6 separate regions of the Mus musculus genome follow, and all the other regions are linked to region 6. A link is a contact called in public Hi-C, HiCAR-type, HiChIP or PLAC-seq and promoter capture Hi-C data. All regions are on one chromosome and are shown on one strand. The core of a region is the stretch at or near the end of the contact, and the rest is flanking DNA. Distances in the headings are between cores, read along the strand shown. Region 1 holds the start of Actr2 (ARP2 actin-related protein 2). Region 2 holds the start of Rab1a (RAB1A, member RAS oncogene family). Region 3 holds the start of Cep68 (centrosomal protein 68). Region 4 holds the start of Spred2 (sprouty-related EVH1 domain containing 2). Region 5 has its middle 88 kb from the start of Spred2. Region 6 holds the start of C1d (C1D nuclear receptor co-repressor).

What was found. Promoter capture Hi-C pulls out the DNA fragments that hold promoters and counts their contacts. A called contact is a pair of places that touch in the nucleus more often than the background predicts. HiCAR-type assays count read pairs that join an accessible place to other places. HiChIP or PLAC-seq counts read pairs in DNA pulled down with a chosen protein or histone mark.
Region 1: a HiCAR-type map of astrocytes shows a contact between it and region 6, with 8 times the contacts expected there. The contact joins the promoter of Actr2 here to the promoter of C1d in region 6. A contact is called at or near these places in 4 of 39 promoter capture datasets (the 3T3-L1 cell line, hippocampal neurons, liver and 1 more), 1 of 484 Hi-C or Micro-C datasets (B cells), 3 of 115 datasets of contacts at active chromatin or transcription factors (astrocytes, large pre-B cells and pro-B cells) and 1 of 9 other capture datasets (liver).
Region 2: a contact with region 6 is called in a promoter capture Hi-C map of pre-B cells. The contact joins the promoter of Rab1a here to the promoter of C1d in region 6. A contact is called at or near these places in 10 of 39 promoter capture datasets (the 3T3-L1 cell line, 3T3-L1-derived adipocytes, the C10 cell line and 5 more), 2 of 115 datasets of contacts at active chromatin or transcription factors (astrocytes and large pre-B cells) and 2 of 9 other capture datasets (adipose tissue and liver).
Region 3: a promoter capture Hi-C map of pre-B cells shows a contact between it and region 6. The contact joins the promoter of Cep68 here to the promoter of C1d in region 6. A contact is called at or near these places in 4 of 39 promoter capture datasets (hippocampal neurons, liver and pre-B cells), 2 of 115 datasets of contacts at active chromatin or transcription factors (astrocytes and double positive thymocytes) and 1 of 9 other capture datasets (adipose tissue).
Region 4: a Hi-C map of B cells shows a contact between it and region 6, with 9 read pairs. The contact joins the promoter of Spred2 here to the promoter of C1d in region 6. A contact is called at or near these places in 6 of 39 promoter capture datasets (the 3T3-L1 cell line, cranial neural crest, embryonic stem cells and 3 more), 2 of 484 Hi-C or Micro-C datasets (B cells and muscle stem cells), 8 of 115 datasets of contacts at active chromatin or transcription factors (astrocytes, embryonic forebrain, embryonic hindbrain and 5 more) and 2 of 9 other capture datasets (adipose tissue and liver).
Region 5: an H3K4me3 HiChIP or PLAC-seq map of stem cell-derived neural progenitor cells shows a contact between it and region 6, with 10 times the contacts expected there. The contact joins the enhancer-like site here to the promoter of C1d in region 6. A contact is called at or near these places in 2 of 39 promoter capture datasets (hippocampal neurons and liver), 1 of 484 Hi-C or Micro-C datasets (B cells), 4 of 115 datasets of contacts at active chromatin or transcription factors (embryonic forebrain, large pre-B cells, pro-B cells and 1 more) and 2 of 9 other capture datasets (adipose tissue and liver).

The regions. Positions count from the first base shown.
Region 1 is chr11:20,111,090-20,115,391 of GRCm38.p6, forward strand. It overlaps Actr2 (ARP2 actin-related protein 2), which reads right to left and starts at 1,862. Exons shown (of 9, transcript NM_146243.2): 1 at 1,716-1,862. The coding sequence starts at 1,763.
Region 2 is chr11:20,199,837-20,204,176 of GRCm38.p6, forward strand. Rab1a (RAB1A, member RAS oncogene family) reads left to right here and starts at 1,576. Exons shown (of 6, transcript NM_008996.4): 1 at 1,576-1,816. The coding sequence starts at 1,794.
Region 3 is chr11:20,248,070-20,252,101 of GRCm38.p6, forward strand. Cep68 (centrosomal protein 68) reads right to left here and starts at 1,355. Exons shown (of 7, transcript NM_172260.3): 1 at 1,238-1,355.
Region 4 is chr11:19,921,628-19,925,802 of GRCm38.p6, forward strand. Spred2 (sprouty-related EVH1 domain containing 2) reads left to right here and starts at 2,815. Exons shown (of 6, transcript NM_033523.4): 1 at 2,815-3,329. The coding sequence starts at 3,304.
Region 5 is chr11:19,833,996-19,838,362 of GRCm38.p6, forward strand. No RefSeq gene overlaps it. Among named protein-coding and RNA genes, the nearest start is that of Spred2, 88 kb to the right of the region's middle. Within about 2 kb of position 1,341, at least 118 of the 459 cell types and tissues checked have an H3K27ac peak or open chromatin away from gene starts, as enhancers often do. A contact at or near this core is called in hippocampal neurons and stem cell-derived neural progenitor cells, where this site is marked.
Region 6 is chr11:17,255,729-17,260,016 of GRCm38.p6, forward strand. It overlaps C1d (C1D nuclear receptor co-repressor), which reads left to right and starts at 1,819. Exons shown (of 5, transcript NM_020558.4): 1 at 1,819-1,930.

The DNA of each region.
Region 1 (4,302 bases), core at 612-3,111, 2.9 Mb after region 6:
CTTTCACTTATGCCATAGTAGCTGATCTTTTTATCCTAAGAAACAGATTTAAAAAAAAAAAAATAAAAATGGATGGAGTCTCCCTATGTAGCCATGGGGATTTGCCGGTTTCTGCCTCCCAAGTGTTGGCATAAAAGATGTATGCCATCACTTCAGCCCTTTTTAAAACACTTTTAAGACACTGTTACTTTAAGTGTTATGTCTGTTTACTTGAGTGTTTGTATATGTATCACATGTATGCCTAGTACCCACAGAGGCCAGAAAAGAGCACTGAATACACTTGAACTAGAATTACAGAATAGCTGTGAGCTGCCACACAGATGTTAGGCATCAAACTTGGGTTCTCAGCAAGAACAACCAGTGCTCCTAACTGCTGAGACGTCTCTTTGGTAGTAAGATACTTTTTTTTTTTAATAAGTACTTTTATAAGAATTTCTGAAAAGTTTAGCATTTATAATTTAGCTTAAATATAGTGTAACAATACAGGCTTTGCTTTAAAAACCTTTTTCCTGATAATTTAGAAGCTTTATAAAATTGTACCATTTCCCTCACTGCTTTATCCTTTATCTCAAAAAATGAGATGCATTTTATGTATCCCTTCATGAAGTCTGCAAATATAAATATCTCTAATGAGCACATAAATGGGGTTGCTTAAAAACCTTTAAGTTACTGAATCTTAGGGCTGTTACCACAGCAGTGGTATGGATGTCCCTTTGTATTGTTACCTATCCTATTCTAGCCCAGATTTAGCTTAAATGAAGCTAGTACAATAATTGTCAAAGTTTGTAACAAATTCAACCAAGGGCACTATAATGGCAGTGAATACCAGCTCCTTCCCCTTTCAACAATCTGGCTTCAAAGGTGTAATTCAAGTAAAATCTATTTTAATTTGTGTGTCGTCTCTGTGGCAGAGAGGAGAAAAGTCACAAAATGTTGCAAATCGCTAAAGGAGTCAGAAACAGTTGCATCTTCAAAACTGGAACTTTGATGCTCCACCCTTTTAACTGGGGATAGAAAGAAACCAGTTGCAACGAGTTTTCTGAATCAGAACTTTAGGCTTATTTTGACATTTTTAGCATCTTCAAGACTAACGTGTCTATCCTGTACTTAACAGAAAAAAAAAATGAAGCAGAGGAGGAACCAGAAATGATCCAACTTCCCACTAGAATTTACTTGAGAGGTCCTAGGTCTATAATAGGGCGGCATGCAAAGCAAGAGGTGAAGCAGGAGCTGCTGACCATCCCCCTCTCTCAAAACCACAGACGACAAGGACAGCCCACACGCTCTCCCGGGGCAGACTCCAGCCGCGGCCCGGGGCCTGACAGCACTTCCTCTTTTCTCTGCGGAACCCGTTTCCTGCCTCGCATTCGGCATCTTTCGCTACACAGGAAGAGGAAGGCCGCTAGGTCTTGTATGGACGAACACAGGCGAGCCTCGGAAATGGAGACCTCCTCGCCACCGAGGGACAGGGCCTCTCACCGTCTAGACCCATCTCTCGGCACGCCGGCGGATGCTTGCGAGCGCGCGGGGACAGGTTCCGCCGCCTTCGGGTGCAGCGCGGGTAGCCTAGCTCCGGGCCACCGGCTCCGGGCCGGCCGGCGCCCCCCGAGAGCTCGCCCGCCCGCGCGCCTGCCCGCGCCCCCGAAGCCCAGCCGCGCAGCCGAGGGGCCCGCGCGCACCCCGCACACACACGCGGCCGCCCCGCCGGGCCTTACCCCAGTGCCGTTGTCGCACACCACCACCTTCCTGCCCTGGCTGTCCATGGTTCGTCCTGGTGAGCCGCCGCCCGGCCTGGCCTGCTTCCTCCTCCACACGGCCCCGCCCTCGGCCCGCCGCTCCGCCCAAACCGGAAGTCCCCGCCCGGCAGCCGTTCCAAGAGGGCGGTGCAGAGAGAGAAAAGAAGAGCGGGGACTGGCAGCCGAGAAGGCCAATGAGAGCTGTCCGGCGCGGACCCGGGCGCGCCCTCTCGCCTCGTTCTGCTTCCGGGGCTGCGCTTGGCTGGTGGGGCGGCGGCTCTGACCAAGTTGTCTCGGGACCTAGGGCGCGGCCGGGCCGGCTGTACAGGAGGCAGGCAGGTGAAGGCCGGAGGGTGTGTGGCGGGACGGCAGTGGAGAAGGGTGGAGCAGCCGGCTAGGAAGACCGAAAGCCACCTGGAGGTCCCGAGGCATGATGTGTCATTGCTCCTAGGCCTGGGTGGATACACCTACAAGTTTCAAACCTCCGGTTTATTCCACACCTCCAGTTGCATGCAGCCCTAGGAGCCTGGCGGGATGCTTTCGTTTCTTTCTGCTTCACCACTTCCCTCTTTGATTTTCTCAAACAGGAACTCACCATGTTGCCAAATGCAGACTTTAAAATTGAGGTCCTCTGTAACCTCCCTTGGAAACAGGGACAAGTGTTACACGCACCTCTTTAAGAAATTGAATATGCACCCGGGCACTGTTGGCGTTCGCCTTTAATCCCAGCACTTGGGAGGCAGAAGCAGACGGATTTCTAAGTTGGAGGCCAGCCTGGTCTACATAGCAAGTTTCAGGTCAGCCAGAGCTATAAAGTGAAACCCTGTCAAAAAAGAAAGATAATGCTTTCACTTAGCGCATAGTGGTGAACTTGCTTTCAATCCCAGCACACAAGTAGAGGCAGTTGGATTTCTGTGAATTCCTGGCCAGCCTGGTCTATTTACAGAGCTAGTTCTAAGACAGCCAAGGCTACAACAAAGAAACCCTTTCTCGAAAACAAAGAACAAAACTCTTTCCTTTAATTTTAGTTTAGTTTTGTTTTCTGAGACAGGGTCGCATTGTCTATCCTTGTGTTAAAACTAAGAATATTAAGTTAAAAAGACCAAATCCATGATTGTCCAATTGGAGCAATTTTGGGGTACACCAGGACTGGCCAACCACCTGTCTCACCGCTGCCGGTCGCTTGAGGTCCGTTTTATGGGCGAGATGTGAGCGAATTGTTAGATACAGTGAAAGGGAAGAGTCAAGGGTCAGAGTATATGTCATGTGAATCCCAAGTTTAGCTAGGCTGAAAACTTGTTTTGCAGTTTACATCAGACCTAAGAAACAGAAACTTATTCTTTTTTGTTTGTTTGCTTTTGTTTGTTTGGTTGGTTTTTTTTTGTTTTTCGAGACAGGGTTTCTCTGTATAGCCCTGGCTGTCCTGGAACTCACTTTGTAGACCAGGCTGGCCTCGAACTCAGAAATCCGCCTGCCTCTGCCTCCCAAGTGCTGGGATTAAAGGCGTGCGCTACCACGCCCGGCTTCGAGTGTATTTGCTTTTATTGTACATTTTTTTTCTAAACTCTTTGGCACAGTTTTCTGGGGGCATTCCGACTGCCACAATACAAGTCAGGAGAGAGCTTGTTTATGATGCCAATTTCAAGCATTTAAATTTTGGTTTGGGTTGTGGCTTTTTCTGTCTTTGAAGTCTGCATTTACTTTGTAACAACTGTACTTTTATATTTCTATATCCTCTAACTCCAGAACTTCAGTTAGTTTATGAAATGCAACATCAAACCCCTTTGTTTTCTGGGAAAAAGAAACTGCAATGACTTGAAGTTGAGAATGTGGGTACCGCCTCACTCACACACACTCATTCTCAGACTGTGAAATCCCCCACGCGCCTTCTCAAGGGCACATAGACAGTACCAAGTGCTACGGTACAGTGAAGGTGGGCTCAAGACCCGGGCTCCATCTTTCTCCTCAGTAGCAGGGGCCAGGCTGCCTTTCACAACACAGCCCCACAGGTGAACCCAGGTCCTCCTCTCCCAAATCAGTCACCCATTCGGCACCGGCCAAGACAGGAAAGCTAGTTCTAGCCTTCCCTGGGAAGAGACAGCTTTTTTGTTTTTCATAAGTAAGTAAATCCATTGTTTCTCTATTCCAAGATGGCTGATGTTATGTTTTCTACAAACTCAGTGCTTACTTAGCTCATGTCTAACAGGGCTGCTGCTGTTGGCTGTGGCAGGATTTTCAGTGTGGTGTTTTCAAGCCTCACTCATCCTCCCATTCCCAAACATTCAGCATTCGTGCACACTCCTCACTTCCGGGTTTTTTCAAAAGATTGGAGATTTCCAGTGGGGGTCTCAGGTCATCATCTCAGTGGTACCAAATCAAGCCTGGTTCTTCAGAGAAACTTATTCTTAATTACAAATAGAAACCTTAACTTGCAAAGACTTTAACACAGGAGAAACAACTTATCCTTAACTGTCTTACTGTAAACAGAAACTTTAACTTGGAAGGTATAGTGTCAAAAGTTAACTTCCAAGTGTTCTAACACTTGGCTGACTAGGAACTCAATATG
Region 2 (4,340 bases), core at 326-2,825, 2.9 Mb after region 6:
AAATGATAAGAGGAAGTATGGTGGGCTTTAGGGTCCAGGGCTGTAAACCTCCATCTAGGGTCATTTCAGAAGTTAGTATGGAAAAGAACCCAGGAGGCAGAGGCCAGGGAAACACTGAGTTCGAGGCCAGCCTGGTCTACAGAGGGAGTTCCAGGACAGCTAGGGCTACACAGAGAAACTCTGCCTCAGAAAACCAAAAACCAAAACCCAGACAATAACAAGAAAACTCCCAAAACTATGTATGTGTGGTCTGATGAGGCTGTCAGGACACACGGAGGAACGCCAGAGGGATGTGTAAATATGTTCTGAGTATATGGTTAGTCATGAGAACAGCCTCTTTTGCATATTTTGATGTCACAGAAATTCAGAAATTAAAAGTAAATCTACAGTTGGCCCCAGGAGATAATATTCTTGCTTAGAACAAGTTGGAAGATAAACTTTGGTCAGTGTATTATACTATGCCCTTTGTAATAAATAACGCAAGATAATGCGTTAAAGTTTAGCGGAGATTTAAATTCCTGAGCTGATTAAAGTTGACACCATTAGGTCTAAAAAAATGTATTAATATTAGTTCTGGAGTCCGTACTGAAGAGTTTCATGGCTTAAAAAAAAATACTTATTACTGCCCAGTTGTGCAGACGGACACAGAATTAGTACTAATAAAAAACAAAGAGCAGCAAAAGCAACTGCAACCCCCCCCCCTCAAAAAAAACAAAAACAAAACTTAACAACCCAACCCAACCCAACCCTATCCCGGAAAACAATTCAACTTTTAAGTCTAGGCCTCAAGTAGGAGGAGAAGACTGGTTAAGGCTGACTTTAGCCTGTGTCTCAACAGCACAATGTTAAAGGTTGGAGGTCGAGATGGAGGAGCAGTTTCAGACAGGGAAATCTGGCTGTGTGAGCAGAAGAGAGACTAGAACAGGGTCCATTTGCAGCTATTGCAACATCAAGTTGCTAGAGTAAAACGGTAAAAAAAAAAAAAAAAAAATTAGAGAAGGAGTCGGGTGAGTGAGAAAGCGCAAGGTCTACAGAGGCCGCTTGAGTTTCCTGCTGTCCTTAGAGCAGCCTCAGACCCTGATGGTGATGGCCCCTGTGGTCTTGCCTGAGCAGAGCTCGTCAAGCTGTCTCCACCCCTCCTCACTGTCCCAGGCTTCCTGGGAGCCCCCTCCCCCTCTGCTGCGGCACCGCCCTCCGCCGAGTTCCTTCCTCCTCCCCTCCCGATGGGGCACCGACTCGCCCTGCTGCCACGTCTCACTGATGACATCAACACAGCCCGGTCGGCCTTAGCCAATCCGCTAGGGGGAGTCCGAGCGAAGTCCTAGCCAGCAGGCCAGCGGGGAGGGGAGCAGGAAGGGCGGGGTGTGGGGGTGAGGGAATCGGGACGGGGCGGGCTACAAGCTCGAAAGTGCGCATGCGTTCAGGGCGCGGGGCCTAGTGGGAAGCTGAGTGCAGACAGCCCTCGGCCCGGTCGGGCTGCCCAGCGCGCGGTGTGCTCATGACTCTCTTTCCCAGCGTGCCCCGCGACGCTGCCGCCCTCTGGGCCGCGCCAGGCCCCTTGGCCTAGGCTTCCCCAGTTCCTGGTTCGCCGGCGGCCATTTTGGGTGGAAGCGATCACTGAGTGGCGGCGGCTGCTGATTGTGTTCTAAGGGTCGGAGTGGGGTCGACGTTTGCTCTACCGGAACAGCTTAGCTCATTCCTCCCTTTCCATTACCTGTGGCGCGGAGAGTTGGGGCGGCGGCTGCGTCAGCAAGGGCGGTGGTGGCGGCGGCGGCGGCGGCAGCTGCAGTGACATGTCCAGCATGAATCCCGAATAGTGAGTGCAGGAGAGCCGGGGCGGGCCGGGGTGAGAGCGGCCGGCCGGGGGTGAGGGCCGCCGGGAGGTTCGCTGCGCAGCGCCGGGAAGGTCGGCCGGGCGAAGGAGACGGAGCAGCCTGAGGGCCCCATTGTCTGAAGGCCGAGGGCCGCAGCGCAGCGGGGAGGGGTCGGGCCTGCGGGCCGGGTCCCGACCGCAGCCGGCGGGGAGCTAGGTGCCGCGGCTGGGCGTTGGGGAGAGGGCCTCGGACAGTAGCCAGGAGGGGCGCGTCTCTGGAGGCAGTGACGGCTGGAGGAGGACTTGGTTTTAAGGGGAGGTAGGTGGGAGAGCTCTGCTAGAGGGCACTGTCAGACCCTGCGCCGGCTCTGCGGAGCTGTCAGCGTCGGCTTTACTTGTAAATCCCGAGCTTGTTAGAGCTCTCTCCCTGTTGGGTTTTAGGTAATATGGATGCTTCTTGGGACTGCGTGGGCTTGAGGGGGATGAGGAGATGGTGAGGAGCTATTTATAATGTTTAGTTTTCTTTTGGGCTTGTCTCCTGGGAGAGTTCTGTGAGACTTGTGAGACGTGACCCTTACAAAATCCTGGACATTTGTGAAATTTTTGGTTTAGGGGAGACATGAGTCTCCCAGTCACCTTTTGTCTCCAGTAGGTTAAGAAGAAGAAAAAGAAGAACAAAACTGAACTAAAAATAAACTAGAAATGTCTTCCTGGTACCACCAAGTTAAAGTACAAGTTTGCAGACAGTTTTGAAAAGAAACTAATGGGGCCTTTGATGATAGAGTTGTATGTAGGTTTTAGATTACCTGCTTGAATGCCTGTAGATAGGAAATGAGGTTCCATGACGTGTCATGAAAAGTTAATGCATTCCTTTTTCTTGCTTACTCAAGAAGTCACTGTAGCAGATGTGACACACCTGGCACCTTTCATGGGAACTGCGCTTCTCCTTTCTTGGATAGACATTGTTAGGCTCTCTCTTTGAACCCAAAATTCTCCTATGGTTTCCATATATGAAAATAACTTTAAGAGATGCCATTTTTATTATACTTTAGTGTCAGAAATCTTTAAGGGAGAGGGATTTTTGTTGGTTTTTAATAAGAGAAATCACTATTGCCGTAAAAGCTGGGCTTTATTTGTTGCTTTGGTCAGTTACCGCTAAGTGTGCCCCCATGAAAGGTCCAACCATCAGCTCGGCTGACTTGTCATGTGCGTGTCACATGACTCTTGCAAAAGACATTCTAAGTTCAGGTTTTCTAAGACTGGTTTAATACTGAAATGGTTTTTCCGTTTGTGTTAAGCAGAGGTCTTAGTATCTTGGTAGAATTTTACATACTTTTTTTTATTGTGTGTGTGATGCCTGTGATTGCAGGTGCACAGGTGTCACCTTGCTTGCTTCAGAGGTCAGGGGACAACTTTTGGGAGCTTATTCTTCCTTTGTGGCTTCAGGGATTGAACTCAGATAGGCACTGTATCCACAGAGCTATGTGCTTGGCCAGGCTTCTGTACTTGAAAAAGTTGGGAACAGTTCACATGGAGACACAGGTGCTGTGTTTGCAGCCCCTCTCCCAGGGCAAAATTAGTTTAGTTAAGCAAAGTTGAATTGGGGGTCCTAATTAGATTTTTGTGGAAACCAAAAAGAAGATGAATTTGTTATATTAGGAAGGTTTCTAATTTCTATTTGAAATTCCTGTTCTATTTGAGGAGATTCCTATATTTGTTAGGTGTGTATTTAAGTATTTTTATTATGCTTCTCAAATTTCCTAATGCTACGACCTTTCAATGCAATTCTTCATGTTGTGGCGACCCCTATCCATAACATTTTCATTGCTACTTCATAACTGTAATTTCGATACTGTATGAATTGTAATGTAAACAGCTGATATAGGATATCTGGTATGTGACCCCTGTGAAAGGGTCCTTTGACACCCAAAGGGGTTGCCACTTACAGATTGAGGACTGCTGAGGTTAGAGACACCTCCTGGAGCTGGAGTTAAGAGTACTTGTGACCAGCTGATGTGGATGCTAGGAATGGAACTAGAGTTTTCTGCAAGAACAATACATATTCTTAACTACTACTTGATCTCTCCAGCCCATGTTATGTGTTTATTTTTTAATACTGTAAGAGATTTAACTAAGCAACAAAAATTTGATGTTACTCAGACGTTGTTTCTCTTTTTATAAAGTAGTATAAAAAGTCATTTTTTACTGCCTACTAAAGTAGTAAGTAGTGTGGTTCATGAGTACATAAAAGATGTTTTGGACAGCTCTCCATCCAGATCATGCTGTAAGTAGAGTAAATCATTTTAATGTAAGCTTGGACTTCGGAGTGTGAGCCTTAGCCTCAAGGGGCCTGTGATGTAACATACAGACTAGATTCTATCCATGTCAAATATTAGGAGATACTGCATGCAGATGTGCAACATGGATCAGATCAGTGTGGTTTTAGGGGAGTCACTTGTTCTGGTTGGCTGTTGGGTTTTGGAAGATTGTTATAGAAGAGACAAGTAAGAAACTTACCCCAGGGTAC
Region 3 (4,032 bases), core at 105-2,604, 3.0 Mb after region 6:
TATATAGCTCAGTCTCAGAGATCCACCTGCCTCTCTCTCCCGAGTGCTCTGGTAGGTCTAAGTATTTCTTCTTATCTTAGGTATTTTATAAACCTTGGAATTGGCACTATTACTCTTCCTAGCCATGTTTTTTTGTCCTGTCGTGCTGGGGCCTAAATTCCACTTTATAGATGAGAGAACTAAGGCACACGTGAATTTATCCTGAATTAGTAGTATGAAAGGGACTAAAGTCTGAATTGATTCAGAGAGCCCAGCTGCTTCCTTAACCTGTAAAAATAATCCAACAACTTAAAGGCTTTTAAAAGTTCCGGTTCCCTCAACGTTGGGCTTCACTTGTTCTTGTTTTCTTTTGGTTTCCTTCCCTTACAGACCTTTCATCCTGTTAGGGGGCGGGGAAACCACTTCATTGCCAACCCAGGCCCATATGGGCTGCCCAGAGAAGGGTATGTTTTTCAGTTGTGGGGGTAGGGAAAAAGTTTTTAAAAGCTTCTGTGATGATGTGAAGCTGGGTTCCCTTACACCCACTGTTCCTAAGTGATCCAGAATTTAACCCAGTCCGCTGGAGAGAACTAGGTGAGTAGTGGCTTGTATTTGAACCAAGCCCAAAGCAAAAAGTGTCGCAAGCTGTATACCAGACTACCTCTTTCCTTGTCTCGGACCCCATCAATTCCCAGTAAGGTCTACTCTGCTCGGGCACTGGGAGTTTTTAGCTTTTATTATTATTTTTTTAATTTTTAATTGAATAAAACATGGTAATTATAAAATTACTAAGTTTGGGGCATGTGCTCCCGGGCTGCTGAGACTGGCTAACAGGTGACAGATGACAAGGGTAGATCTTAGAGATAAAAAGTGCGCCGCTTTGCTTTCCTCCTCCGGATGCGTTCACTGGGCCATGGAAGCAGCAGCCGTCCAGACGCGAGCGGCTGTGGCTGTGACCCGCCGGTTCTCCGCGACCAAGGTCGACGCGCGCACAGCTGCATGGGGCTGCCAGAGGTGCGGCCCCACGCGCTCTGCAGGCCGCGCTGGCCCTCCACAGCCTGCCCCTCCGCTCGCCTCCACCCGGCACGGTCCGCAAGATGGAGGCGAACGCGCGAGGCGCCCCCATCGCGGCCAGCCTTTGTGCCCTCCAGGCCGCGGGCCTCCCCCAGGGTCCCCCACGCGGAGCCCCGGGCACGAGGGGAATGCCCCGACTCGAGTCTTGGCGCCGCGACACTCGAGCCGGCCACAGCCTTTTTACCTCACTCCACACCGCCGCACGTCCCGAGCGACCCGCGTAGCTGGGCCAGGGTCCCAGGCGGCGACGACGGGGCCTCCCGCGGGCGCCCGCACTCCTGGGGAGGGAGGGCCAGGCGCCCGCCACGCCCTCCGCCCTTGCCGCTTCTCCGCGGAGGACGCCCCATGAAGCAACCAATCCAAACTCTCCGTTCGGATGCTTCACCAATCCACAGCTCGTATCTGCCATGGGAACCCGCCCCCTGCAGGACCCTGGCCTATGGGTGGCCGGAGCTTCTTTCTCCGCTGTCCGGACGCGCGTGCCAGCTGGGTGTTCGCGGTCCTGGCGTCCACGCAGGCCCACGCGGATAGCAAGGCGCGCTCTCCGCGGATCGAAGGCTTGCGGTGTTTGGGTCGACGTGCTCTCCGCGGCTGGGAGGGTGGTTCCAGGCTTGGTGCTCCCCTTTTGCGTTGTGTGGAACCCCCAGGGCATGTCCGAATCTGGGCATCGGGCAGAAGTTGGGCGAGGGGACCAGGTGTGGGTCGAGCTCCCTCCCTCCCCCCACCCCCGGCCCCTCGCCACCGTCCTGAGACTCTGAGGCTCAGGAGGCCCAGCCTGTCTCACCAGTAGTGGGAGAAGGGACTTCCACAGTGTTCTGGGCCTGTGAAGTTTAGAGAAGGAGCTGGACTGATCTTAACACGACAGAGACTTAATCCAACCTAAGACCACAAACTTAACTGCCAGGCTGGCCTGCCTGGCCATAGTGCTCCTTCTGCCTCGGCTTCCCCAGTGCAGGGAGTACAGGCAAACCCTATCATGCCCAGCTTTTTATTTGGCTTTGTTTTGTGTGTGTGTGTGTGTGTGTGTGTGTGTGTGTGTGTGTGTGTGGAGAGAGAGAGAGAGAGAGAGAGAGAGAGAGAGAGAGAGAGAGAGAGAGAGTGAGTGTAAATTTCATCGTATCCCAGGCTGAATTTGAACTCCTGATTTTGTCCCAGTCTTCCCCATACTGGGTGTTTTAAAGTAAAAGTGTATTGTTATATGCAAGGCCTTGAATTCTCTCTTCAACCCAGAAGGAAAAAGTTAAAAAGGAATTCAGAACCGAAATGTGTCAAATAGGTAGGTAGCATTTACCAGCGTGTATCCAGTTACTTGTTTAAAGGAAAAAATAAATAAAGGACGTATGAAGTCATTTAGCAGTAAATATGGTAATGCGATTGAGCACCTGGATGGTCTCAACCAGATGTGTTCTGTACTCTTCTTTGACTTTGGCCCAGCGGCCTTCTCTAAGTGTTCTTGCTCAGTTGGAAGGGCGTCCTGAAACACAGAAGCCCAGGAACCACACTGCTCTAAGAGGAAGCCTCCTAACTGAGGTGTTGCAGCTCCCAGGGGGAGGGTATCCCCAGCTCAGCCCCACTCCTGTTCTTTCCTTCTCTTCATTGCTTCTTGGCTTCTGATGAGAGAGTACCACCAGGCAGCAAAGCTCATAAAAGATATTTATTGGAGGGTCCAAAATGTGGAGGGATGAATCCAGGGGTGGCCACCTCCGCTCCAGGAGCAGAGAGCAGGGAATTGAACAAAGAGCAGGGCTTATATAGGGTTTCTTAGTGGGTGGGGCTTTTCAGGACAGAGATTTCCAGGATGAGGATTGGTAGGATTTCAAGTCCTGAGCTTGGGGAGCTCAGGGATTGGTGGATTCTTGTGCTCAGGGATTACTATGTTTTTGTTTGAAGCTCAGGGATTGGTGGGTTTTTTTTCCCCACCCCTTTTCCTTGCATCGGGCCTATGGGTTGGGATGGGAGGACCTTCCCAGCCACAGGCTGCTTTGGCTGAGGCTCCATCACTGCCCAGCTGCTTGGGGAGGCTGGACGAGGTGTTGCCATTGTGAACAGCTCCTGTGATGGTTATTTCACGGTAAGCTGAGATGGGAAAAGTGGTACCAGCTTCTGTGGGGCACCTCCTGCAGACTGAGGAGATGGCGTTGTTTTGATAGTTGCTGTTTTTTGATAACTCCAGTGGTGGTGGTATTTTACAGAGGCAGGCTGGCACCAGTGTGACAGATCTTGCACCACTCAGGGACTACACCACCTTCTCACCTTCTACCCTATTTGCTCCTCCTCCTCCTCTTCCTCTCCCCAGTCATCTCCCCCTTCCTCCCCCACTTCCCCATTATCCTTCTCCTTTCTCTCCCTCCCCCTCCTTATTGAGACAAGGGCTCATATATCCCAGGCTAGACTGGAATCACTCTGAATGTCTGAGGTCCTCCTACCATGCTGGGATTGGAGATCCATGCCACCACACCTGGTAGACGTGCTGGCACAGTCAACCCAGAGCCTCATGTATGCTCAGCAAGTGCTCAAACAACTGAGCTACATCACATCACCAGACCCCTGCTCTTTTTAATCCTTGGCATAAAGAAGAACCTACTATAGTTTCATTTGTTGTCTTAATAAGGCAAGTTGATTTTTCTGAGCCTGCAGAGTATGGTAGTGATTGCCAGGACTTTACATGATCACAACCAAAACAGTGAAGTGTACCAGTGAGTGAAACTTTAACATTCTCCAAAACAGGAAGGCGTGATTCCTATGAGACATTTATTCCTATGTCATATTCATCTTGATCTCTTCTGTTTTATTCATTGATACTTTCTGAATATAGGTGCAAATAATATTTTTGCATTATACTCCAAGTCTTTTTATTTTATTTATTTATTTATTTGGTTTTTCGAGACAGGGTTTCTCTGTGTAGCTTATTTTATTTTTTTATGACATTATTTGTGTGTGTGTTGGGGGGGGGGTGTCACACACCACAGTGGGAGTGTA
Region 4 (4,175 bases), core at 1,565-4,064, 2.7 Mb after region 6:
TGACAAGTAAGCCTCATACTAACCTATCTCCTAGCTCTGAATGGGTCTGCTTTTTGTTTGTTTTATGTTTATTTTCTTTTATGTGTATGGGTATCTTGCCTGTATGTATAACTATGTATGCATTGCTTGGGTACCTCATGCTCTTGGAGTCCAGAAGACAATGTCAGATCTTTGGAACTAGAGTTATAGAAGGTTGTGAGCAGACATATGGGTGCTGCAAATCATACCTGGGTCCTCTGAAAGAACAACCAGTGCTCTTAACCACTAAGCAACTCTACAGCTTACCCAACCCCCAGTCTTTTTTTTTTTTTTTAAACCAAGGTCTCAATATTTAGCCCTAGCTGTCCTAGAACTCTTTCTGTAGACTAATATAGCTTTGAACTCAAGAGATCTACCTGCCTCTACCTTCAGACTGCCAAGATTAATGGTGTCTACCACCACACCCAGTATGTCTCACTTTCTTCACGGCCTACAAACAAACAAACAAACAAACAACAAAAAAAAACAAAACAGAAACAAGCAAACAAATAAAAATACCCCCCAAATCAAACAAACAAAAAATGAAGAAAGATAAGGTTTGCTTTGTTTATTCCTGTAAAAGTTGAAGAATTAACAGAGACCTCACTGTCAGGACCTCAGGTCTTCTAAGAGAAAACCAAAATGCAGGTCTCGAGGTTTGGCGTCCTTACCACTACTTGTCATGAGCACTCAGAATCCAGTGTTGAACCTCAATGTGTATCCACAAAGATCATGGTTGTGGAAAGCATGAAACCACTGGTTTCTACTTGACTCAAAGGTGAAACTCTTATTTTTCAAGCCCCCGTGGAACTCTCAATACACACAGACCTCTAAGAGGGCTACTTTTGTTTTGTGTATGGGTTTTGTTTTAGTTGTTGCTGATTATCATCATCATCATCACCACGACCACTACTTTGATTCAGGGTCTTAATCATGTAGTCTGGTTGGCATGGAACTCATTATATAGGCCAGACTGGCCTCAAACTCACAGAGATCCACCCACCTTTTTGCTTCTAGAATACTAGAATTACGGACATGATCCACTATGCCCGGCTGTTTTGTTTTTGTTTTGTTTGTTTTTTGTTTGTGGTTTTGTTTGAGACTGGATTTTGCTTACTAGCTATGTCTAGCCTAGGATTCTACTTGTAGACCAGGCTGGACTTGAACTACTATCAATCCTCCTACCCCAGCCTCCGTAGAATGGGATTATCCAGTCCAGCAATTTTCTATTTTTGAAGCAAATATTTCATCCCCCAGTTTGTTTCGTAGCTATTTAAAATCTAAGTGGAATGTCTCTAATGGCATATTCAGGAGAACAGAAATGTCTATTAGTCTTGAGGACATAATCCCTGTCCCTTATTCCATGGCAAGACCTCAGGAAATACCCAGTGACTCTGTAATTGGTGTCATCCATGTCAAGTGAAAACATGGTGCCCCCTTCAAAAATTGAAATGGATTTTAATATCGCAAATTCAGATTCCAGGCAAATCCACAAGTTGAGCCCTGGGTGCAATCCTGCTCGTTGTCTAGATGGTGCATAGGTCCTCTCAGAAAACCTCAGGCAGGTCCTAGGCCATGGTAGGAAAAATAATTTAAAGAGAGGTATGAAGAGATGGCTCGCAGTTAAGATCTTCCATAAGACTGTGGTTTAATTCCTAGGACCTACACAGAGGCTAGCAACCAGTTCCAGGAGATCCAACAGCCTCTCCTCTCTGCCCACAAATGGTGCTGACATGCATGGATGCATCCTCCTTCTGCCCCCGCACATTCAAAAAGAAAGAAGGAAGGAAAGAAAGAGAGAGAGAGGGGGGGGGAGGGAGGGAGGGAGGGAGGGAGGGAGAGAGAGAGGGAGAGAGAGAGAGAGAGAGAGAGAGAGAGAGAAAGAAAGAAAGAGAGAAAAAGGAAGGGAAGGGAAGGAAAGGGAAGGGAAGGGAAGGGAAGGGAAGGGAAGGGAAGGGAAGGGAAGGGAAGGGAAGGGAAGGGAAGGGAAGGGAAGGGAAGACGGGTCGGGGGTGGAGTAATGAGTTCCTGGGTCTCTCTTTGGCCAAACCCCATCAAAGGTAGTAATCTGTGACCCAGTAAACTAAGAGTAGACTTCTAAGAGCTGGAGACAAGAAACGTTATTCACAGACTGGATAATTTACTTTGGTGTTACCTTTAAACTTCATCTCTGCCTGCAATGCCAAAGTTTTATGGCTGTTTGCCTTTTGTTTTCTGCGTACATATTTTTAAAAATATGCCCGCTCTAGGTGGGCATGGTGTTGCATGACAGTAATCCCATCGTGTGGAGGCCAGCGGAGGCCACCTGCACTGCCCCCAACCCCCACCCCGCAGTGTTTCTCCAAACCCAAACTCTCTGGCAACATCTAAACTCCTCCCCATCTCCGCCCTCCGCCACCTCCCCCCTTGATTTTTAATCCGAAGGTTTGGAAGGAGGGAGGGACAAAACGGGAGCCAGATGTGCTCTTGTCTTCGGCTCCCGCCTCCTCCCTCTTGGGCTTCCTAAAACCCGGAGCACCGGAGACAAGGATTCGGATCCTGACAAACGCAGTGCCAACCATGCTGTTCCGAGGCTCCTCCCTGACTGGAAGCTAGCGGGAGGGGGAGTAGAAGAGGGGCACGCTCAGTAGGCGGGACAAAGTGTTTTGTGAGTGTGTTTTTTTCCTCTCTCTCTCCTCTCTCTCTTTTATTTTGGTCGCAAGTAGGAAGCTTTTTGCACTCCACCACCTCTGGCCGCTGGGAAGACGTCATCGCTTCCGCCCTACTTCCTCCTCCTGTTGGCGGCGCTGAGAATCCAATATGGAGTAAATCGGTGGAGTGGCGAGATGGGGCTCGGACGGGGCGCCCTGCACCGCCTCCCAGGCGCATCTCCCCCGGCCGCCGAGCACTACCCGGAACCCTGATTGGCCCGGTCCCCGGGGGCGACCCCGGCCCGGCCCCAGCGCAGCCGACTGCCCGCCCGCCGCCCGGAGCGTGCTTGTTTTTCTGCTGCTCTCCCCCTCCGGGTCCCCTTCCCAAATCTCGCCTCTGCACCCCCTCAGAGCCCCGGGGCCGTGCCCGGCCGGCCCACGGCGTCCGCTGCCTGGTGTGCCCCTTCCCAGACCTCGCCCTGATCTCGGGGCTCTCCATTTCCCCGCCTGCCTCGGCGCCCCCTTCATCTCTAGCTCCCCCCCTCCACCACCAAATCAGGAGATGTCGGAGATGTGAAGAAGGGGGGCGAGCGCACAGGAAGATGAAGGGAGCCAGGCTGCATGCCGCGGGACAGGCGTCTAGGTGAACAAGAAAATGACCGAAGAAACACACCCGGACGAGTAAGTTAGCCGCGGGTGGGACGCGGGTGCCCGGAGGGGTGGTGTGGGGGCCGCCGCCAAGGACGCAGGAGGGGACTCGTCGGAGGAACTTGGCCTGGGGTGCAGCCGCTGGCTGAGCTGTCGGGGCTATGCGCGAGGCTCTTGACTTGGCTGGGGGAGACGGCAGAAACCGCCTGGGGTCTGCAAGTCCAGGTCGCAGCCCGGGCCAAGGGCGCGCAAATGACCTCGGGGCGGTCCTCGGGCTGCGGGAGCGGAAGCTCTGACGCCCTCCACGCGGGGCATCCCGGGGTCGATGGGTCTGTGTGCATGGTGACTTTGTGACTCCTGGCACTGCTGCCCTCCCATAGCCCTCTCCGGAGCCCTCTGGGGCCCGGGCTCCGCCATTTCGTTTTCTTGAATCGCTCTCATTTGCATACCACATTTTCATTCATAAAAACACGGAGGAGTTGGGGGAGGGCCAGTCGGGCTCGGCACAGGGTCAGTGCGCCCGGGTCCTCGCAGCGGCCAGAGCGCGGGAGCAGCCTGCCGAGTCCCGGCGCGCGTGAGTGTGTGCACGCGCGTGTGGGCCGGCACACGCGCCCCGCGGTGTCGGGGCAGCACTGGGGGCGGATCCGAAGCGTGTGCAGCGAGGGCGGGAGAGCGTGCGGGGAAGCGCGCTCCTGGCATGTATGTGAGGGAGAGCGCGTGCCCGTGCGTGTGCCCGGCCCGCAGGCCCGAGGGGAACAAAGCTCTCGGTGCTTAGTCAGAGGTGCTTGTGCTCGCCCCTCGGGGAGACCCGGGCTTGTCACCGTCTCTGGGCCAAGTGGCAGCTGCTTCCCGCCTAAGTCGCACTTAGGTTTGGATCTC
Region 5 (4,367 bases), core at 91-2,590, 2.6 Mb after region 6:
GAATGGCTGTCTTCAGACACATTCCCTGACTGGCCTCAGCTGTACCTGGACATCAAGACACTGTGCCTGGCACACACAATGCTCTCAACAGGGCTGGGGGAAGTCACTCAGGTGATGTCAAAGGCAGGCCACAGAAGGGAGAGGACACGGGTGGGTGCATGACTGCTATGCTTTGTAGCCCGGATGACCAAAGTGGCCCTGTCAGTGTTAGGGCTTGATGGTTCTTCTCTGATGGCTGCATTATGGGATCTGTAACTAGCATCCCAGATTCGACCCATTAAATAACAGTGAAGCCCCGTGAGCTATGGCAAATGTGTCTGCATCCATTAACAAGTCTGTATGGAGGAGAAATGGTGGCAATGTCGCCCCAGCTGGCAGTAGCTGGATTGTGGTGTTAACAGTGTCCAGTAGCCTCGGTAGCCCCGGCCTCCTCCCATGGCCTCAGACCCTGCACTCTGTGATTCCCCTGATCTCTTTCTCAAAAGGTTTCACTACTAAAACCTGTGGGCCTGCTTCCCTGTTCTTTCAAAATATGAGTGAATTCAAATTCAATTATTAATGACAAAAGATCCCATCTATTTACCTCCACACTCCCTCAATTGTTACTGGAGCTCTTAGAAGCAATCCTTTAGCAGGAATGCTGTGTCACAAAGACTCAAGACAGCACCGTCAGGGAGGAGGACAGTGACATTTTACGTGATCCGTGCTACAACAAGCAGCTGAGCACTTGGGCCTCAGCTCAGCGAGCTGGTGGTTCCCTCATGCCGGAGGCACAGAGGCCTGCACGGGTGCCCAGGCCGCCCTTGGAGGATGACTCAAAAACCATAAATGAGAATGTTGAAGGCTTGGGCCAGGAAGTTGCATAGCTGTAATCCCAGAAAGCTAAGGCAGGAGGATTATATAACCTAGGCTACATGGTGAACCAACCTCCACACCCCCGTGTGTGTGTGTGTGTGTGTGTGTGTGTGTGTGTGTGTGTGTGTGTGTTTGTGTGTGTGTGTGCGTGCATGTGTGTGTCCCTCTGTTCCCCTCAAAAAAGAAGGAAGGAAAAGAAAGATAAATAAGGAAAGGGGGAAGATTTTGAAGATTTTAAGCACTACCAAACCCAAGTCTCACCCTGAAACCGGTGTGTAGTCCCCACCTCCCGCTTTTCTCAGAGACCCCTGGCTGGCACCACAAAGGGGGTGAGGAACAAGGGGCCAGAGCCCAGGTCAAGAGCACACTCAGGAGATCTCTGCTGGCTTCCTGGCCTCCACAAGCTGGAGCAGCCTGTGACCTGGAGGCATTCCTCAGAAACAGTCACCAGCAGTGAGTCAGCTCAGCCGAGAGGCTCTAATGCAATTGCTTATTCACAACTACAGTTTTAGCACAATGGAGCACAGCTAAGAGCTCTGAGAAGCCCACCCACCTATGACATGCCAGTGAGCTGCTCAGCCCCCTCTGGTGGATGTCCTGTTAGTCACAGACAGCATCTGGCCCAGCTCCCCTATCTCCCCCCCTTTTGTATCTCCAGACATTTTACTAAACAGACACTGAGTCAGAATAAGTCGGTTTAGCAATTAAAATCTGTGTGGGGGCTGCCTCAGGGAGCATGTGGCGGGTCTGGAAATAAATATCCCTCCAGTATGGATCGTGCACACAGTGCAGAAGCCTAAATGTAATATGCATGAAGCTGCTCAGGGGCTGAGCCCACGATATGACTCCTCCTTTAGCAGGGATAGGAGGAGCTGCCATCCGCTTGCAAGGATGAATCGTGTGGTATAGGATGAACTGTCCTTAGGCAGAAAGAGCACTGTGATTCTGTCAAAGGAAACATGGACTTGACTCTGAAAGAAGAAAGTCCCACGAGGAACCTTGTTCAGGCAAGTTCAGCCTCAGACAACATCCATTACACTAAACCCAGGATGCTCAAAGAAACAGCCAGGTAGCCTGCACACACATTTCCAGCCCGTACTCTGGGTCTGGATCTATTTGGATACTTCTGGTAGGGGCCACAGAGACCACCTACAGCTCCAGATGGGAGAAAAAGCTGCCAATAACGGTGCCTCTGGTTGCAAGCCTGTTATCTGGCCAGCCACAGGGCCCTTCAGACTGGGTCACTTTTATCCTTTGCAGGTGAGAGCAGAGACACCTGGGAAACTGGAGGACTGCCTTTGCTTGCCAGTGTTCCCACTTAATGTCCACAAGGACCACCCACTCTGCTACAAAGTTCCTGGATTACAGGCTGTACCCTGGGCAGCTGGTGCAAACATCTGGCACCTGGGATATAGGCAGATTGTCAGATGTGCACACTCTTTCAGTCACCTGCCATCCCCACCCCCACCCCCACCCCATCTCCTTGAATCTCTTCCCCAGCCACCTCCTCTTAGCAGCAGCATAGACCTGCAATGTCAAAGGCAGCAAGCCCAGGCAAGACAGTGCCCTCCACACACCGCCTTTTCTGCACACTCTTGTAAGCCAAAGAGGGGCAACACATGGCCAAACGTCCCTGTTGCAAGATTCTGCTACACCAGTGGTTCATTCTTACGTCACAGACTCTTCTGAGAAGATAGTGAAAGCCAAAGATTCTTTGCCCAGGAAGAGAAAAAAAAAAAAAAGCATTTTCTCTTGGTACTGAAGAGGTGGCTCAGCGGTTAAGAGCACTGACTTCTTTTCCAAAGGTCCCGAGTACAAGTCCCAGCAACTACATGGCAGCTCACAACCATCTGTGATGAGGTCTGACAGCCTTGTCCGGTGTGTCTGAAGACAGCTACAGTGTACTTAGATATAACAAATAAATAAATCTTAAAAAAAAAAAAAAGCGCTTGCTGCTCTTCCAGAGGACCCAAATTCACAACTGTCTTTGACATACACACACACCTATATAAATAAATAAAGCTTTTAAAGATTGCAACCACCCATGGGCCTCTAGAAACCTCTCCTGTTGCCCTGCATGAACAAACAATGGCCAAGTCCTTTCCCTAGTTCTTGAAGCTTAAAGATGACACTTTCTACCAAACTAACCACTGCTCACCTTTCTGCCCTCTGATGGCCTCAGCTTTAGCACATACAGACAAGCACACACATGTACACACACGTGTTCACACACATGCTCACATACACACACATGAGCATGCACAAACATGCACACAAGGCATGGGCAAACTGGTACACAGGTCACAGACATGCACTCACATTCACACTCACACTTGCATACAGACACATGCACATGGAGTCACAAGCACGTACATTCCACATAGCATGAGGATATGTGCACACTCCCACATATATGCACACAGGTACATGAGGACTTTTGCCTGCCTGTCGCTTCTGTCTCCGAGCAGCAGAAAAGAGCGATGACACAGCGTTCTTCTCAAAGTCTTACGCGCGTTCGCGACCGGCCAGGAAAGACGCAACAAACCAGAATCTTCTGCGGCAAAAGCTTTATTGCTTACTCAGGAGCAAGAGAGGAAGAGCGCGGCAGAGAGAGGCAGAGAGGAAGAGAGAGAGAGACGCAGAGAGAGGGGCAGAGAGCAGAGGAAGAGACGAAGAGATGAAGAGATGAAGAGACGAAGAGAGGAAGAAACGAAGAGAAGAAGAGACGAAGAAGCAAAGAAACGAAGAGGCGAAGAGAGGGAGTGCCAGAACCCCGTCCCTTTTAAGGAGAATTATCCTCCGCCTAGGACGTGTCACTCCCTGATTGGCTGCAGCCCATCGGCCCAGTTGTCATCACGAGAAAGGCAGAGCACATGGAGTGGAGAACTTACCCTTAGCACATGCGCAGATTATTTGTTTACCACTTAGAACACAGGATGTCAGCGCCATCTTGTAACGGCAAATGTGAGGGCGGCTCCCCACATCAAAGCAGTTTATTCAGGAACCTTTCAACATGCAAGCAGGAATCTCCCTAGCCCCCAATCGCAATCCCTTATATAACCCCTCAACCACGCCCCATCAGCCCAGTCCGTGTAATCTCAGTTCATTGGTCAAATGGCCTGATCTTGTGTCATGGAGCGCCTGCGCAGCTCTCACAATGGACGTGGCTTATTTTCGGGTGCATGAGGAAGTCAGGTGCAAGTCATAAGACTTGGCTGCAGTCCCGGGCGCCATCTTGGGACTACTGCCACACCCACTCCCCATACCTGCCCAAACATGCTCCCGGGACATTCATGTGCGCATGTGCACATATGTTCACATAGACCCATGTACGCATGAGTGCACACAGACACACTTGCACTTCCTTATGATTGCTCACACATGTACACCCGTGTGTGCTTGTGCTCCTGCAGACATACATGTATGCACATGCGCACACATGCATATGCATGTACCTGACAATCCTAGTAACTCTTCTCAGCCAATGGAATCACTAGAATCAAGGACACAGA
Region 6 (4,288 bases), core at 569-3,068:
TGTAGTTTTAGCTCCAGGGGATCCAGTTCTCTTTATTGGCCTTTGTAGGGCATGTTCACATGCACTTGCAGGCATACACACAGAGATTTAAAAAATAAATAAAAAACGTAAGTTACGCCGGGCGTGGTGGCACACGCCTTTAATCCCAGCACTCGGGAGGCAGAGGCAGGCGAATTTCTGAGTTTGAGGCCAGCCTGGTCTACAAAGTGAGTTCCAGGACAGCCAGGGCTACACAGAGAAACCCTGTCTCAAAAAAACCAAAAAAAAAAAAAAAAAAAAAAAGCGAAAAACGTAAGTTAGGAATGGTGGCACAGTTTGGAAGAAGCAGAAAGAGAAGGAGAAGGAGGAGAAGGAGAAGGAGAAGGAAGAAGAAGAACAACAACAAACATCATACATACATACATATTAAAAAAAAAAAAACCTTGTTAGTGTTTTAGGGCTTCTATTGTGGCAGGGAAACACCATAACCAAAAAGCAAGTTGGGGAAGGAAGGGGTTAGGGCTTACTCTTCCATATTACCGCTCTTGCCTAAGGAAGTAAAGGCAGGGACTCAAACAGGACAGGAACCTGGAGGCAGGAGCTCATGGCTTGCCCAACCTACTTTCTTATGACAGCCTAGGACCACCAGTCCAGGATGGCACCATGCATAATTGGCTGGGCCCTCCCCTGTCAATCACTAATGATATGCCTTGCAGGACTGCCTACAACCTGACCTTATGGGGCATTTTCTTAATTGAGATTCCTTCCACTCAGGAGACCTGTGCCAAGTTGACATAAAACTATCGAACACAGTTAGGAATGATGGCACGGCCTGTAACCCTAGTACTGATAATCCTGAATTCAAGGTCAGCTATATCACACAGTGAGACCCATTCAAAAACAAAAACAACACAAAATATGAACTTGTACTTTTCATATCTTCACACCCTCATTTAATTTTTGAAACTATTTTTCATAACTATCACCTAACCAGGTATCGGGCACTATATTAGGGAAGCCCCTCCAAAGATTAATCTGAGGTGCACAGTTTGGTCCGGAGGGACCCAACTTCCATCAAAGCAAAGAAATGGACAAAGGTGTAAGGAACATTCAGTTTGAAGAAGCCTAATCTAGACAAAATGCCAGGGCCTTCGACTCCAATCTTGCCACCTTGGCGGGAGACCTTTAAGTTCTTTGCCTAGCATGGCTGTCCACTCTGAGAGGCTCTACCAACAGCTGATTGAGAAAGAGGCAGATACTTACACCCAACCATTGTCGGACTGAGGTTAGAGACCCCTACGGTTGGATTAGAGGAAGGGTTGAAGGAGCTGAAGGGGAGGGTGACCCCATAGGAAGATCAGCAGTCTCAACCAACCCGGACCCCGGGGGGCTCCCAGAGGCTGAGCCAACAACCAGGCAGCATACATGGGCTGAGCCAAGTGCCACCCATTCCCCAGCCTCCTGGGACCTATGTAGCAGAGGTCTGCTTAGTCTGGCTTCAGTTGGAGAAGATGGGTCCAATTCCCAAGGGTCTTGAGGCCCCAATAATGGGGGATGGGGAGATAGATGATGGGGAGCAGAATGGTGTGAGGAACTGGGTGGGGGACCGGGAGGGGGGTAACGCCTGGAATGTAAATAAATAGTTAATTAAAAAATGTGTCAAAAAGAGAAAGAGAGAGAGGGGGGAGGGAGGGAGGGAGGAAGGAAGGAAGGAAGGAAAGAAGGAAAGAAAGAAAGACAGACAGACAGACAGAAGAAAGAAAGAAAGACAGACAGACAGACAGACAGACCACTGCACTTAGCTCCTGGATGGACAGAGGCGGGGCAAGCCTCGGGACTGAAGTGCGCACGCGCACGACCGGGAGAGACGCACGGGCGGCAGGCAGAAGCCGTGTCATGGCGTCATCATCGTGCGACCTATTTCCCGGAGACAGGCGTCCACGGTATTGAGGTATTGTGCAGAACCGCGTTCGGGTGCTTGTCGTGCTCCCGTCACAGTCTCTTTTCCCGCACCCCGGGATCACGTCCGTCCTGTGGCCGACTGGGAGGAGCCGAGCGGGACTGCTCGCTTCTAGCGTAGTCCCTGCAGTGGCGGCTCTCGGGCTTTGCTTTGGCCTTTAGTTTCTCTGTCAATACCGTCTTCATTTCGCTGCCACTGTTAACGTTGCCTTTCAGAGGTTGAAAAGCGACAAGTAAAACACCCAACGCCATCAGCTTCTAGCTGATTCCAAATCTAAACGGAGACAAAATGGAAGGTGGAAAAAGTAACTTTGCGTGCAGCCCTTCCTGTTCCGCCCAAGGTCGGAATGCTTGCGGTGGCAGTGTTAGCCCTTTTGAAACAAGGGTTTCCTTAATTTTACTTTTTCTTTTCCGAGACACAGTTTCTCAGTATAGCCCTGGCTGTCCTGGAACTCGATCTGTAGAACAGGCTGGCCTCGAACTCCGAGATCAGCCTCCCTCTCTTAGGTGTTAGGATTAAAGGCGTGGGAAACCGGGCCGGGCCGGCAGCTTTCTGCTGTAGCGGATTGTATTAAGAGGAATTTTTCAGTGTCATCTGGGAAAATTTCATCGTGGCTCAAATTTCTGTTGGAAGATAGCGTTAATGACTTAAAATGTGTTGACTACAATTTAGTTTTGGCTTGGAAAAGGTGTATTTGCCCTGGTGAGATGTCTGTGGTGTAATTATTAACCTGTTTGGACTAAGAGTAGACAGAACTAAGTATCAACGTTAGTTTTTATTTATAAATGACAGCTATCCTTATTGAACTTTAGAAAACTACTTCTGGATGGTGGAATTGATAGACTGAATTGTTTTGTTACAAGATAAGATGACAGTGTGAACAGTTTTTGTTGTTTTCTAGTAATAGAAGTGAAATTCCCAAATCAGAGATGTTGTGGATGCTTTCCGGTACCTATAGGGATGCAGTTTTCTCTTGTTTTTAACTTTGAAAAGTTCTATGGGTAAACAGTAGCACTTGTTTGCAAGCATTTGACTCTTCATGTATGGCTCTGAATAGTCTACAGTGGATTACCTCTTTGTTATTTCCACTTTCTTAAATAATAACTAATATTATGAACTAGTACTTTGAGCATTCTACTAATGGAGTATAGCTTTAAGAGTTTTATTGATATTTATTTTGTCTACATCACAACCTTATGTATTATTATTACTTTAGAGGTAATTGTAAAAACAAGCCCCACATTTTTGAGAAGATAGTTTTTGCTGCTTTCTTTCTTTCATTTTGAAAACATGTTGAAGTAAGCATTAAATTAGAAGTTGATTCTGGTGTGGCTCCAGTCTTAACAGGTCCTTGTAATTTATGTACTTTAAAATGTTTCTATTTATTCATGTGTTTGTGCTCATGTCTCTTTCTGTGTATTTGTCACATGTGTGTGGGTGTCAGCAGAGGCCAGAGGACCCAGTGGAGCTGGACTTACAGATGGTTGTGAGCTGCCCAAACTGGCTGCTGGAAACCAAGCTTGGGTTCTCTGGAAGATGAGAAGTGCTCTTAACTGCTGAGCCATCTCTCCAGCCTTGTAATTTATATAATTTTTATTGCTAGACTTTTGCACATGTATTTTTGTGTGTTTATGTGTGGTTTCATGCAGGTGTGTGTTCTCATGTGAGTGTATGTGCTTATGTGTGTACGTAGAAGCCCAGCGATGCTGTTTTTCTCTATTGTTCTCCACTTTGTTTATTGAGGCAGGGTTTCTTATTGAAGCTGGGAGTCATTGACTCCAGCCAGTCCAGCTAGACTGCTAGGGGATTCCATGTTTTGGTACCCTCCACACACAGGAGATCTGAATTCCAGTCTTCAAGCTTGGTGATGGTGGTGGTGGTGGTGGTGGTGGTGGTGGTGGTGGTGGTGGTGTGTGTGTGAGCGCGAGTACTCATGAGCTTTATCCACTTAGCCATTTAACTTCTGTGATGTGCTTTTAGAGGTTAGCACACTTTAGAAAAGGAAGCTTAATGTGTTCTCAGATTTTACTGAAGATTACAGGTAACATCAGAATCGTTGCTTGGCCAAGACAGTAGTATTGAAAATTTACATATAAATTTCACTATAGTTTTCTAAGGTAATGCTGTGTAAAACATAATTATAAGAATAGAATTATGGTGCAGAACCTGCACACACTTTTGAGAGATGCAGCTTCTGTTGCCATGGATACTAAAAGAATGACAAATTGGTGGAGCTGACATGTATAGAATAAAGGAAGTACTAGTCATGGAGTGTGACTGTTGTCTCTACAGGCTGTCCATCATGGTGATACCTTTCCATGTCCTTGGACAATGAATGCACCGTGCAAA